3 separate regions of the Mus musculus genome follow, and all the other regions are linked to region 1. Evidence: chromatin contacts called from public Hi-C and HiChIP or PLAC-seq data. All regions are on one chromosome and are shown on one strand. The core of a region is the stretch at or near the end of the contact, and the rest is flanking DNA. Distances in the headings are between cores, read along the strand shown. Region 1 overlaps Dlc1 (deleted in liver cancer 1). Region 2 has its middle 76 kb from the start of Trmt9b. Region 3 overlaps Dlc1 (deleted in liver cancer 1).

The links. Hi-C and Micro-C count contacts between places; a contact is called where the count stands out from the background. HiChIP or PLAC-seq counts read pairs in DNA pulled down with a chosen protein or histone mark.
Region 2: a contact with region 1 is called in an H3K27ac HiChIP or PLAC-seq map of heart atrium, with 2.7 times the contacts expected there. The contact joins two enhancer-like sites. A contact is called at or near these places in 9 of 484 Hi-C or Micro-C datasets (the G1E-ER4 cell line, the HL-1 cell line, cardiomyocytes and 4 more), 4 of 115 datasets of contacts at active chromatin or transcription factors (embryonic stem cells, heart atrium and neural progenitor cells) and 1 of 9 other capture datasets (embryonic stem cells).
Region 3: a Hi-C map of liver shows a contact between it and region 1, with 6 times the contacts expected there. The contact joins two enhancer-like sites. A contact is called at or near these places in 3 of 39 promoter capture datasets (liver and stem cell-derived epiblast-like cells), 10 of 484 Hi-C or Micro-C datasets (the C2C12 cell line, adipose-derived mesenchymal stem cells, liver and 1 more) and 3 of 115 datasets of contacts at active chromatin or transcription factors (heart atrium and liver).

Annotation. Positions count from the first base shown.
Region 1 is chr8:36,667,464-36,670,610 of GRCm38.p6, forward strand. The region is part of intron 5 of Dlc1 (deleted in liver cancer 1); the gene reads right to left. Among named protein-coding and RNA genes, the nearest start is that of Trmt9b, 210 kb to the left of the region's middle. Within about 2 kb of position 1,373, at least 15 of the 459 cell types and tissues checked have an H3K27ac peak or open chromatin away from gene starts, as enhancers often do. A contact at or near this core is called in heart atrium and liver, where this site is marked.
Region 2 is chr8:36,532,257-36,535,724 of GRCm38.p6, forward strand. No RefSeq gene overlaps it. Among named protein-coding and RNA genes, the nearest start is that of Trmt9b, 76 kb to the left of the region's middle. Within about 2 kb of position 1,340, at least 112 of the 459 cell types and tissues checked have an H3K27ac peak or open chromatin away from gene starts, as enhancers often do. A contact at or near this core is called in heart atrium and liver, where this site is marked.
Region 3 is chr8:36,818,427-36,822,021 of GRCm38.p6, forward strand. All of the region lies in intron 4 of Dlc1 (deleted in liver cancer 1), which reads right to left. Among named protein-coding and RNA genes, the nearest start is that of Dlc1, 130 kb to the right of the region's middle. Within about 2 kb of position 2,310, at least 19 of the 459 cell types and tissues checked have an H3K27ac peak or open chromatin away from gene starts, as enhancers often do. A contact at or near this core is called in liver, where this site is marked.

The DNA.
Region 1 (3,147 bases), core at 123-2,622:
TCCTCCTTTTCTCCCTGCTTCTCCAAGACTTTCTGCCTCTGTCTGTTTGTCTCTATGGGGCTGCTCCAGCATCCCCTTCCTCCCCAATAGACTGAAATCTCTAACACTAAGAGCCAGAATGCATCTACCTCCCTTTAAAGTGCTTCTCTTAGGTGTTCTGTAACAGCAAAGAAGGAAATAAATAATAGAGATCCTATAGTCAGGGAGCATGAAGAGATTGAAAGAGACAAGACCTGTGTCCAGGACTGTGTCCAGGCGAAGCATGCTGAGTCTGTACAAACACAGCTTGATAGAGTTGATTGGTGTCCCATCTTCTCTTCTTGCCAGTTTTATTCTAAGAATATCTTTCCCTTCTTTCCATACTTAGCTATAAACACAGGCTCCAACTTTTGAAGACAAAGGTTCAGAGTTATGCACAGAGAGGAAATTCCTTTCAAAATAGCTTTGTGATAGGACTTCTGTCCTGTTCCTTAAGTGAAGTGGATTATTATTATTTTTTTTTTTTGGTCCAACAAAATTAAATGGATAGGAATTAACATGATAAGAAAGCAGCTTTGTAGTTTAGATTGATTTTCAGTCTAATCTCTTCATGAAGAAGGTGACTCACTTTAGAGTCACCTCCACTGTTGCTGTTGCTTATGAGAGACATCTGTAGGACCCCTTTATGTAGCCACAACATTAGTGCTTCTTGGATCTTTGATGTGCATTGGGTCATTTTTGTTGTGGAAACAAAAATGTTCAGTGACAAAGTCTCCGATTAAGGAAAATCTCGCTACCAGGTGAGAGATGTTCCAAGACTCATTTGGCATAGTGAATCCCCGGAGGTATACCACCCGGAGCCATTGATGGGCAAGCCTTTCAGGCTGTGCTCACTAACCATTCAGAAGCTGGGGCAGCCCTGGACTTGACAAGAGTAGTTGTCTACCAAATCCATTCACTTTCAGTTATTTGCAGGTCAAGGTAACGAGGACTTCAAACCCAGGTTAAGGTTAAACACACTACTGTTTCCTGTAGACTTTTGAGTTAGCGTTAGCTTTCTGTTGATAAGCTCTGATAGGCAAAGTTCAAATTCCAGAGTTAAGGAAAAAAAAATCAAACAACTTTTTAAACCTAGAAATAAATAATTATACACCATCTTGGAATAATTTTAACTTTTTTTTTTTAACACATTCCAAACACACACAGACACACGTATGCTCACAGGTTTTAGAAGCAATAAAGTATTTCATGGAGCTCAGGGCATGGGTGTTTAGTTTCATTATGAGCAGGGTATGTTACAAATAAAATAAATCACTGGCAAATAAAACACTGTGCTTTAATGATCTGAAAACATGACCTCTTTTTAAATAGTCGCTCGGTATTTTGCCGATCTCAACCAATTACCTGTCACACTCTGGCTGGAAATTCTGAACTGTTCCAGTCCTTTATTAACTCAGCCAGAGGACTGTTTTTTAAACTTTTTTATGAGAATGCTTGTGGTCAAATTCCTCTGTTGCCTTTACAGATGACTAAGTGGAGAGAAGGCTTTTCAAATCAGTTAGTGGTAGAAGCACCTGTCTTGTATTTTGCACTGTAACTATAAATGCAAACTAATTGGCTTGTTTCTTAACACCTTCTTGATCATACTGCCTGAATTCAGCCAGTCTCGCAATGGGGCATTTGTAATCACATGTTCCGTCAAAACGGTTATAGCCCATATGGCAAGACTGGGTGGGCATAGGCCAGAGGGGAGAAAACTCCCAAATCCCTCCACCAAAAAAAAAAAAAAAAAAAAAAAAAAAAAAAAAGCATTGCAAATTCTAATTTTAGACAGGAAACTAAAGTTAATTTCAGTCTGCAGTTTTAGGCTGGTATCAATCCTTCACCTTTTTGAGGACATCTACTACTTACTCTAAGGTAGGGATGATGTGTTTATGAAAAGACAAAGAGAGAGGGGATATGTTTTGTGGATGTGTGGTGAGGTGTGGGGAAGGGGGTGCCACTGAGGTCCCATGCCAAGGCACCCCTTCCTCCTGAGAGCCCAGACACACAAGGGATAATATAGAATAGAGTTTATTCAGGGCATGGAGAGGGGAGTTGAGAGGGTAGTAGAGACAGATAAAGGCGGGGGGGGGAGAGAGAGAGAGAGAGAGAGAGAGAGAGAGAGAGAGAGAGAGAGAGAGAAGAGAAGAGGAGAGGAGAGAGAGAAGGAGAGGCTGACCATGAGCACATGTAGAGAGAGGGGGAGGGAAATGGGGATAGAGGAGGAAGGGGGGAGAGGACACAGAGAGAGAGAGAGCAAGAAGGCAAGAGCAAGAGAGAGTGGAGGGGGCAAGCAGCCCCTTTTATAGTGAGTCAGGCATACCTGGCTGTTGCCAAGGGGGTCCTGGGAAGTATGGTCTGTGAACAGTGACTGTGCATTATGGTCCACTGGAGAGAATATGACTAGCTTCCATTTTTCTGATGTTTGATGTTTTGATGATAGAAGAACAAAACCAAGCTTTTCAAACATTTAATCTTGGTGGATCGACACCTAAATTGAATGTGCCTCATCCCGCAGGGCACTTAGGAGAAGCCAAGTCTGTTAGGGGACACTGAGTCTTGGACAAGCTAGAAGAGCTTTACAGCCATCCATTGCTTGCAGGTGTGGTTCAGTTCCCTTACAGTCAAGCTGAGACAACTAACAGAGAAACCGTCTTACTTGAAGCTTAGCTAAACGATGAGACAACGAAGAGTAAGACATGGCTGGGATTCCTCTTGAATCTGAATTGTTGGTGTGCTGACAGTCTATCTAGACTTGGCAAAATGCCTGTCCTCTACTCCTTCCGCCCTAAAAGGATCAATAAAAGTCCCAAAATATGGATAAATGATTATAAGATTCAAAGCACGTGTTTCTCAGAAGTAACCTGGACCTTGACTGTGACTCTCGTTCCGGAGGATCTGAAACCCTGTGTGGTACCTGCATACACACAGTGCACATACCCATGCAAGCTGAGTACAAGACAAAATCATCGTCGTTAGAAATTCTACACGGATGCATCTAAAATATGCTTTATCAGATTTCTCCTGGGAGGCTGATTTACGTGACATTGCATTTCACCTTCGCTGCTTAGAGCCCATAACTGAGATTTTTTACTTAACTACCACTGACCTGAGGAAATATGAAGG
Region 2 (3,468 bases), core at 90-2,589, 140 kb before region 1:
CCTAGTCTCGAAGAGACTTGAAGTGCCAGAGTAGGGGAATATCTAGGCAGGCCCCCACCAGCTCAGAGAAGATTGGGGGGTGGGGGGCGGAGGGTTGGGAGGGGGTGTGACCAAGAGGAGGGCAGTGAGCGGGATGTAAAGTGACTAAGTAAAAAGTAAATTTTAAAAAACATGAAGAAAAAGAAAGAAAGAAAGAAAAATTAGAATCCAAATATGACTCTGATCTAAAACACAACACTGAGAAATCTTTGCTTTTCGTGGAGAATCCGGAGATTCTGTAGGTCACAAAACATCGTTGGGGTTTGTAATAAATAAATAAATCTCGACACTCCTAGAGATTAGGAGAGCTAAGTTCAAGGCTTCCCCAGATGTTGGCCTGTTTCAGCCAGCAAAATTTCAAATACCTGTTAATCAGGAAAGCTTTAGCTTTCCATTGAGTCGCTAGATGGCGCTAAACCCGCTTGCGGAGAACCCCCAGGAAGCCGTCAGGGTGGGACAATCAAAGGCTGTCAAACAAGTTTCCTATTTGGTTCTATTTTAAATGTTCCTACTCGGATAAAGACACAGATGAATTAAAAATGCCACGGGTGCACACTTAAACCTAATTGAATGTAATAAGAACAGAACAGAGCTGGATAAGTGACAGGCAGCCCAGCGACTCTGGTCAACCTTTGTCAGGACGAAACCCAATCTCCAAACTCTAGAAGCTCCAGGGACAAAACAGGAAGCAAACACATTGTGGCCTTTCTTGGCAGATAAAGCCCTGACATTTGTAATATTTGTGTAGCGACAATGGGGCCTGGGTAATAAAGGCTCGCGGAGGAGACGGTCTCCAAGCACGGAAATGCAAGAGGATAATAGAGAATTAACTAAAGGGAATACAAAGGCTAAGAACACATGGACTCGCACGGTGTCAGATCATACGGGAGGGAACCGAGGATTTCAGAACAGCAAACCCAGGGGAGCAGAAAGTGAACCTTTGAGCAGAAGCCAGAGAATCTGAGCCGGGAGGAGACTCAGACAGAAACAGACCTGAGCCTGAAGATGAACTACCTTGCCCAAATCCACTCGGGTAATTAGTGGCAGCCACGTGAGGAACCCTCGCTGCGGCTAACTGGTGTCTTTTTTTTTTTTTTTTCCATTAGGCGCGCGTGTCTAGCTGAAAACCTTTCGCAGAGACTCATGAAATGCATGCAGAAGCCGCCCCTTGCCTCCTCTCTCCTCTGCACACACGTGTCCGTGTGCACACACATCCACCATCATAACAATACAGGAAATTGAAGGAAGCCGTTGGAAACCTCGGCGGTGCCTGGTCACTGCTGCCCCAGATAACATATCAAAGGGCAGCCTGGAACCGAGCCCTGCCGCGGGCCTTCACAGAGGAAGCCTGACTCCAGCTGTTGGCCCCTATTTAACACATCTGCCCCATATTCACAAAGAATGCCAGGATACAACCACAAAGGAGTAAAAAGGCTAACCAGTGATCTTTTCCTAAGGAAGAGGACCGAATCCAAGAAGTTTAAAGGGAGGCCTGTTGACCGTGCAGGAAATTTGGTAACTGTGACATCACTGTCTTAGCCAGCCCAGGGAAACAGCCTTTTATGGCAGTCGTTTGAATTAACTCCGCTCAGAGCCCCATTCAATATCGACTGCTCTTAATATTTTGAATTATCATCTAATACATTTTGAAGGGACCTCTCCTAGTAGCTACCCCTACATAATAAGCCTTGGGATAGGACAAGGTGGTGTGGCCTGTTTTGAGTTTCTTACATGAAAATGGAGTGGGTTAGCTATTGCCTCACAGAATATCTCCTTTTCAGTGAGGAAATTAAGAGTCTGTGGTTTATGGCATAGGGGACCCATAAACTAGCTGTTCTCAGCCTGTGGGTCACATATTATATATCCTGTATATCAGATATCTATATTAACATTCATAGCAATAGCAAAATTATGGTTATGGAGTAGCAATAAAAATAATTTTAAGGTTGGGGTCACCACAACATGAGGGACTGTATTAAAAGGGTCACAGCATTAGGAAAGCAAAGGATCATTTCTGTAAGTAAGCCTTAAGCTATTCCCACCCCAATCCCCCCACCCCCACTCCCCTATCCCCCATTTAATGTTCACTTTGTCTCAATGGCAGGGGCTTGGTCTCAAGAGAAGAAGAAAAAAAGAACCTGGTGCCTCATTTGCATTCAGGTCTTTTGAGACACACATACATTACCATCTCAGAACCCACTGTATTCTTAAAAGGTGAAAATTACAAACCAGGCCTAGAGACCCAGCCAGCCCTTGAGGGGACGAGACAGGAGGCTCGAGAGTTCAAGTTGTCTTCTGCTACGTGGAAAGTTCAAAGTCAGCTAGGTCACTTGAGACCTTGTTTCTTTAAACAAAGACAACAAAAATATCTAGACATTTCACAGACATTTCTAAGGTAGATTATTAATAAAGCAGTCCATTGCCTTTTATGGGGAAAGATACATTCCATTCCAAGACCCTAAAGAGTGCTTAAAACTTCAGATAAGGCCGGGCGTGGTGGCGCGCGCCTTTAATCCCAGCACTCGGGAGGCAGAGGCAGGCGGATTTCTGAGTTCGAGGCCAGCCTGGTCTACAAAGTGAGGTCCAGGACAGCCAGGGCTATACAGAGAAACCCTGTCTCGAAAAACCAAAAAAAAAAAAAAAACTTCAGATAATACAATTTTGTGCATTTTTAAATTTTTATTTATTTGTTTATTTATTTTAGTTTTGCAAAACAGAATTTGTTTAACCTGGCTATCTGAAACTTACTCTATAGACCAGACTGGCTTTGAACTCAGAGATCTGCCGGCCTTTGGAGTACTGGGATGGATAAAGGTGTGCGCCACCACAGCCCGACCCTTTTGTTTTTCCTAAGCATACACTTTTGAACTGAAATTAAAGGCTAAAAGTGAGTTTCTTATTTCAGATGTATCAGAGAGAGAGAGAAAAAAAAAACCTACCAAAGTATTGTATTCATAATAAAGTATTGGATCCTAGCCATGAATGACTTAATAACTTTTGGAAAACATTGGTCAAGCTACATATGCTTTTTAAATTAAAATATATTTTACTAAATGTCCCATTAGCTTTTCCTGGGGAGATGTGAACAAATGTCTATTCACCACAGAAAAGGTACCAATGACCAAAAAAACAATTCCATCCAGGTCTAGTGAGGTAAACCAATGGGCTTAATAGAGATGACTTATAAAAATATAGATGAGGGGACCCTCCAGGAGTGGTTCTCAACCTGTGCTTACAACCCCTTTGGGATCACATATTGGCTATGTATATAACAGTTTGTAATAGCAGCAGGATGACAGTTATGAAGTAGCATTGGAAATGTTATGTTTGGGGTCACCACAACACGAGGCACTGTATTAAAGGGCCACAGCGTTGGGAAGGTTGAGAACCACTGTCCTGCAGCATAGATGATACCCGCCAGAGAGAGTT
Region 3 (3,595 bases), core at 1,060-3,559, 150 kb after region 1:
GTCAACAAGGCAGAGACTCAACAGCAGTATGTAGCTTAAGTATGTCTCAGAAGTTGAGACAAAAACCGGAGACAGTGACTGCAATGCCACTTTATAGGCTGTAGAGCACTGGTTCCCAATCTTCCTAATGCTGTGACCCTTTCGCACAGTTACTCAGGATATGGTGATCCCCAACCATATAATTCTTCATAACTGTAATTTTGCTACTATTAGGAATTGTAATATAAATATCTTTGGAGATAAATGTTTGCCAAAGGGGTTACAATCCATAGGTTGAGAACCACCAGTTTAGAGGCTGAACAGGAAAAAGCCTGTGGCTTTCTAGATGCTGTCTAGTTAAACTGGAGACCCACAGTACCACAAAGTCTAGTTTAGGGAAAATTTTCTTAGTGGGGGACAAGAGTGTGAAATTAGCATACTCGACATGGTACAGTTAACCTCTGGACAGGCTATAACATATGGTGTCAGATTTAGCTGTTTAATGATGTCAGGGATGAGCCAGGAATTCCAGGTGAATTCTTTTATTTTTATTAGATATTTTCTTTATTTACATTTAAAATGCTATCCCAAAAGTTCCCTATACCCTCCCTCTGCCCTGCTCCCCTACCCACCTACTCCCACTTCTTGGCCCTGGCATTCCCCTGTTCTGGGGCATATAAAGTTTGCAAGACCAAGGGGCCTGTCTTCCCAATGATGGCTAACTAGGCCATCTTCTGCTACATATGAAGCTAGAGACATGAGCTCTAGGGGACACTGGTAAGTTCATATTGTTGTTCCACCTATAGGGTTGCAGACCCCTTTAGCACCTTGGGTACTTTTTCTAGCTTCTCCATTGGGGGCCCTGTGCTCCATCTTATAGATGACTGTGAGAATCCACTTCTGTATTTGCCAGGCACTGGCATAGCCTCACTCAAGATAGCTATATCAGGGTCCTTTCAGCAAAATCTTGCTGGCGTATGTAATAGTATCTGGGTTTGCTGGCTGATTATGGGATGGATCCCGGGTAGGGTAGTCTGTTCACCTCGGTTATTAGCTTACATCCTTTCCACTTCTGAGTATGGACATATATTGTTAATAATATGAGATTAAATTATCTGTCCCCCAATATTGCTGCCTAATTATCAAATGGATGTTAACAGAGTTATGGGAACTAAGATATCAACAGGAAGAAGAAAAAGACACTTGCACAGTGCTGAGAACAAAACTCACACTTACCCTAATGTCTGCCTCCACATCTGTATGATTTGGCTGTTACTCTGTGGACCACCACACGGATCCCATTCCATTGCTAAAGCATTCTATGGTCTTTCCTGTCTCCTGTCTTTGCCCTGGATATTTTTCTGTCTGAAATTCTCTTCTCTTGGCTCTTTTCATCCATGAAGTTGGCTTCTCATCAGATAAGCATTCCAAGGTCCCAGAGAGGCCTTTGTAAATTGTCCTATCATACGCTTAGCTAGCTCATGTCTACTTTCTCCAGTAGGTACTTCTGTTTTTCTCTTTTCATGAGGCCTGGTGTCCTTTATTCAGCACTATGCAAACCAGTCCCACACTACTCAAGGCATGGGATTAGTGTTGGACTCAACCATGATGGTAAACCTGTACATTTATGTAGAACCTAAACATCAACCAGACCATCTTATAGTCAATTCTAAGTCCTAATTTTGTTAAAATCTACAATGACAACCCACACAGCTAACCTGCAACTTGATGTTTTCCTTAGAGTTTCTTTGTAGTTAGGGGATTTGCTGCTTGGAATACTTGCTCCCTGAGGGCAGTGCCCTTGTTTCCTGACTGCTTCTGCACTGTGTTCTCTAAGCAAGTGCTGTAAGAACTCAGCCTGTCATCCACAAAAGGAATGCTAAGCATTTACATTTAGTCTTCGGACTTCTTGCGAACCTTGAAGCTACCTAGTATACAATTACCCCTACTTGACGGATTAATGCGCTGACACTCAGGTAATTAATTCTCCCCAGATCATAAAACTGAAGTAGAAATTGACCCTAGCTCTTCTTCTGAAAAAACATCCCTCTTTCTATTATACTAAAAGCCCGGGAGAGGTGAGGAGTAAATTAATGCGAATTCTTTTGCTATGATACTGAATCTAAGGTCATTGGTTAAAGTATTTTCACATGCTCTCTCCACGAAACAAAAATAAAATAGCAAACCAAACAAACACCAGCAAATACTAAAACACCATGAGAAAGACTCTTAGACCTTTGTTTTCCAATAGTCTCTTGCAGAACCATCTCTGTCTAGCCTGCCAAGCGAACTCAAACATTTCTCAATATTCGGCGATTGCAACATGGGTTTTGCTTGGAACCCTTCACAATTGGCAGCAGAACTACAACTTGAACAGTCAAGAACAAGGCTGCGTGCATGTGTGGCTTTGCTTTACTTGGCTGAAGACAATCAGGTACAAAGGTGTATCCTTCCTTAACCCTTTCTGGGCACCAGGAAGCTCTTTCAAAATGGAAGGGAATTCCTGCAGTAGTGTCTTTGCTCCTCATAACTTGAGAGTTATAGGGAGGTATGCCCGATGTGCATATATACTCGTGGATGTGCGGTTGTGTGTATTTTGACATCTCTGCTCCCATCCTTGTCTTTTGCTCCCGTAACTCTCAGTCAGGATCTTGGGCAATTTCCTGTTAAACTTAGCTTCAGAGGAAAGAGCCAAAAGCATGAGAAGAAGAAAGAATCAAAACTTTTGGAAGAGCAAGCAGTGCTCAACCCTCGAGACACAGCTCCTGCCCCCACAAGAGAAGAGAGAGAACAGACAATAATATCAAAGTTTCTGTCCTGGCTTCCTGGATGACATGCCAACATCTGCCAGAAGTCAGTGTGCTAACCTCCTCTTCGGATTGACTTCCCTATGCTGTTCTTCTATCTCAGTCAAACGGTTGCTCTCAGCTTCCATTTGTACAATGCTACTTCTAAACCTTTTGTGTTGTAGCCCCGAGGACTGGCACAGAAATCTCTGTGCTTGTGTAGAATCCTCTTTGGATTAGAGACAGGTGACTTTTAAAATTGTCAGATGCTATTTAGGCTTCTTTGAAAAGTTTTCAAGAATGAACCAAAATCTGTTATTTCTCCACTCTAAGTTTATGTAGACAACTCACATATTAAGAAAAATCCCCCTCATATTTCTAATTCATGTTCTTTTATCTAATTCCCACTCATTTATACTTTATCTTGTCAAAAGACTAATTATCATCTGAGACTCTTTCAGTTTCCTAAATAAGACTTGCCAAATTCCCCATGTTCAAGATGCATCTCATATTTTCTCTAGCATTAAACTCTTGCCACATTTGGATGCACACACTAAATCTGTGTTCAGACACTTTCAATATTTTCTTCAACTGGGACAAATGTCTTCCTGTTCCAATAATGAGTTTGTATTGATTCAATCTGCATTCCATTTCATATAATCCTTAGCAAACTAATCCCCATGTCAATTTCCATTTCACAACTCCAGTCCTCTTACTACTCCTTACAGAGATCCTGAAAGTAGAAACCATTCTGTTGACACATTGTGAGAGAAATACTTTGGGTCAGGTTGATGACATTTTCCCTTTGGGAGAGAAGTATACTGGACTGT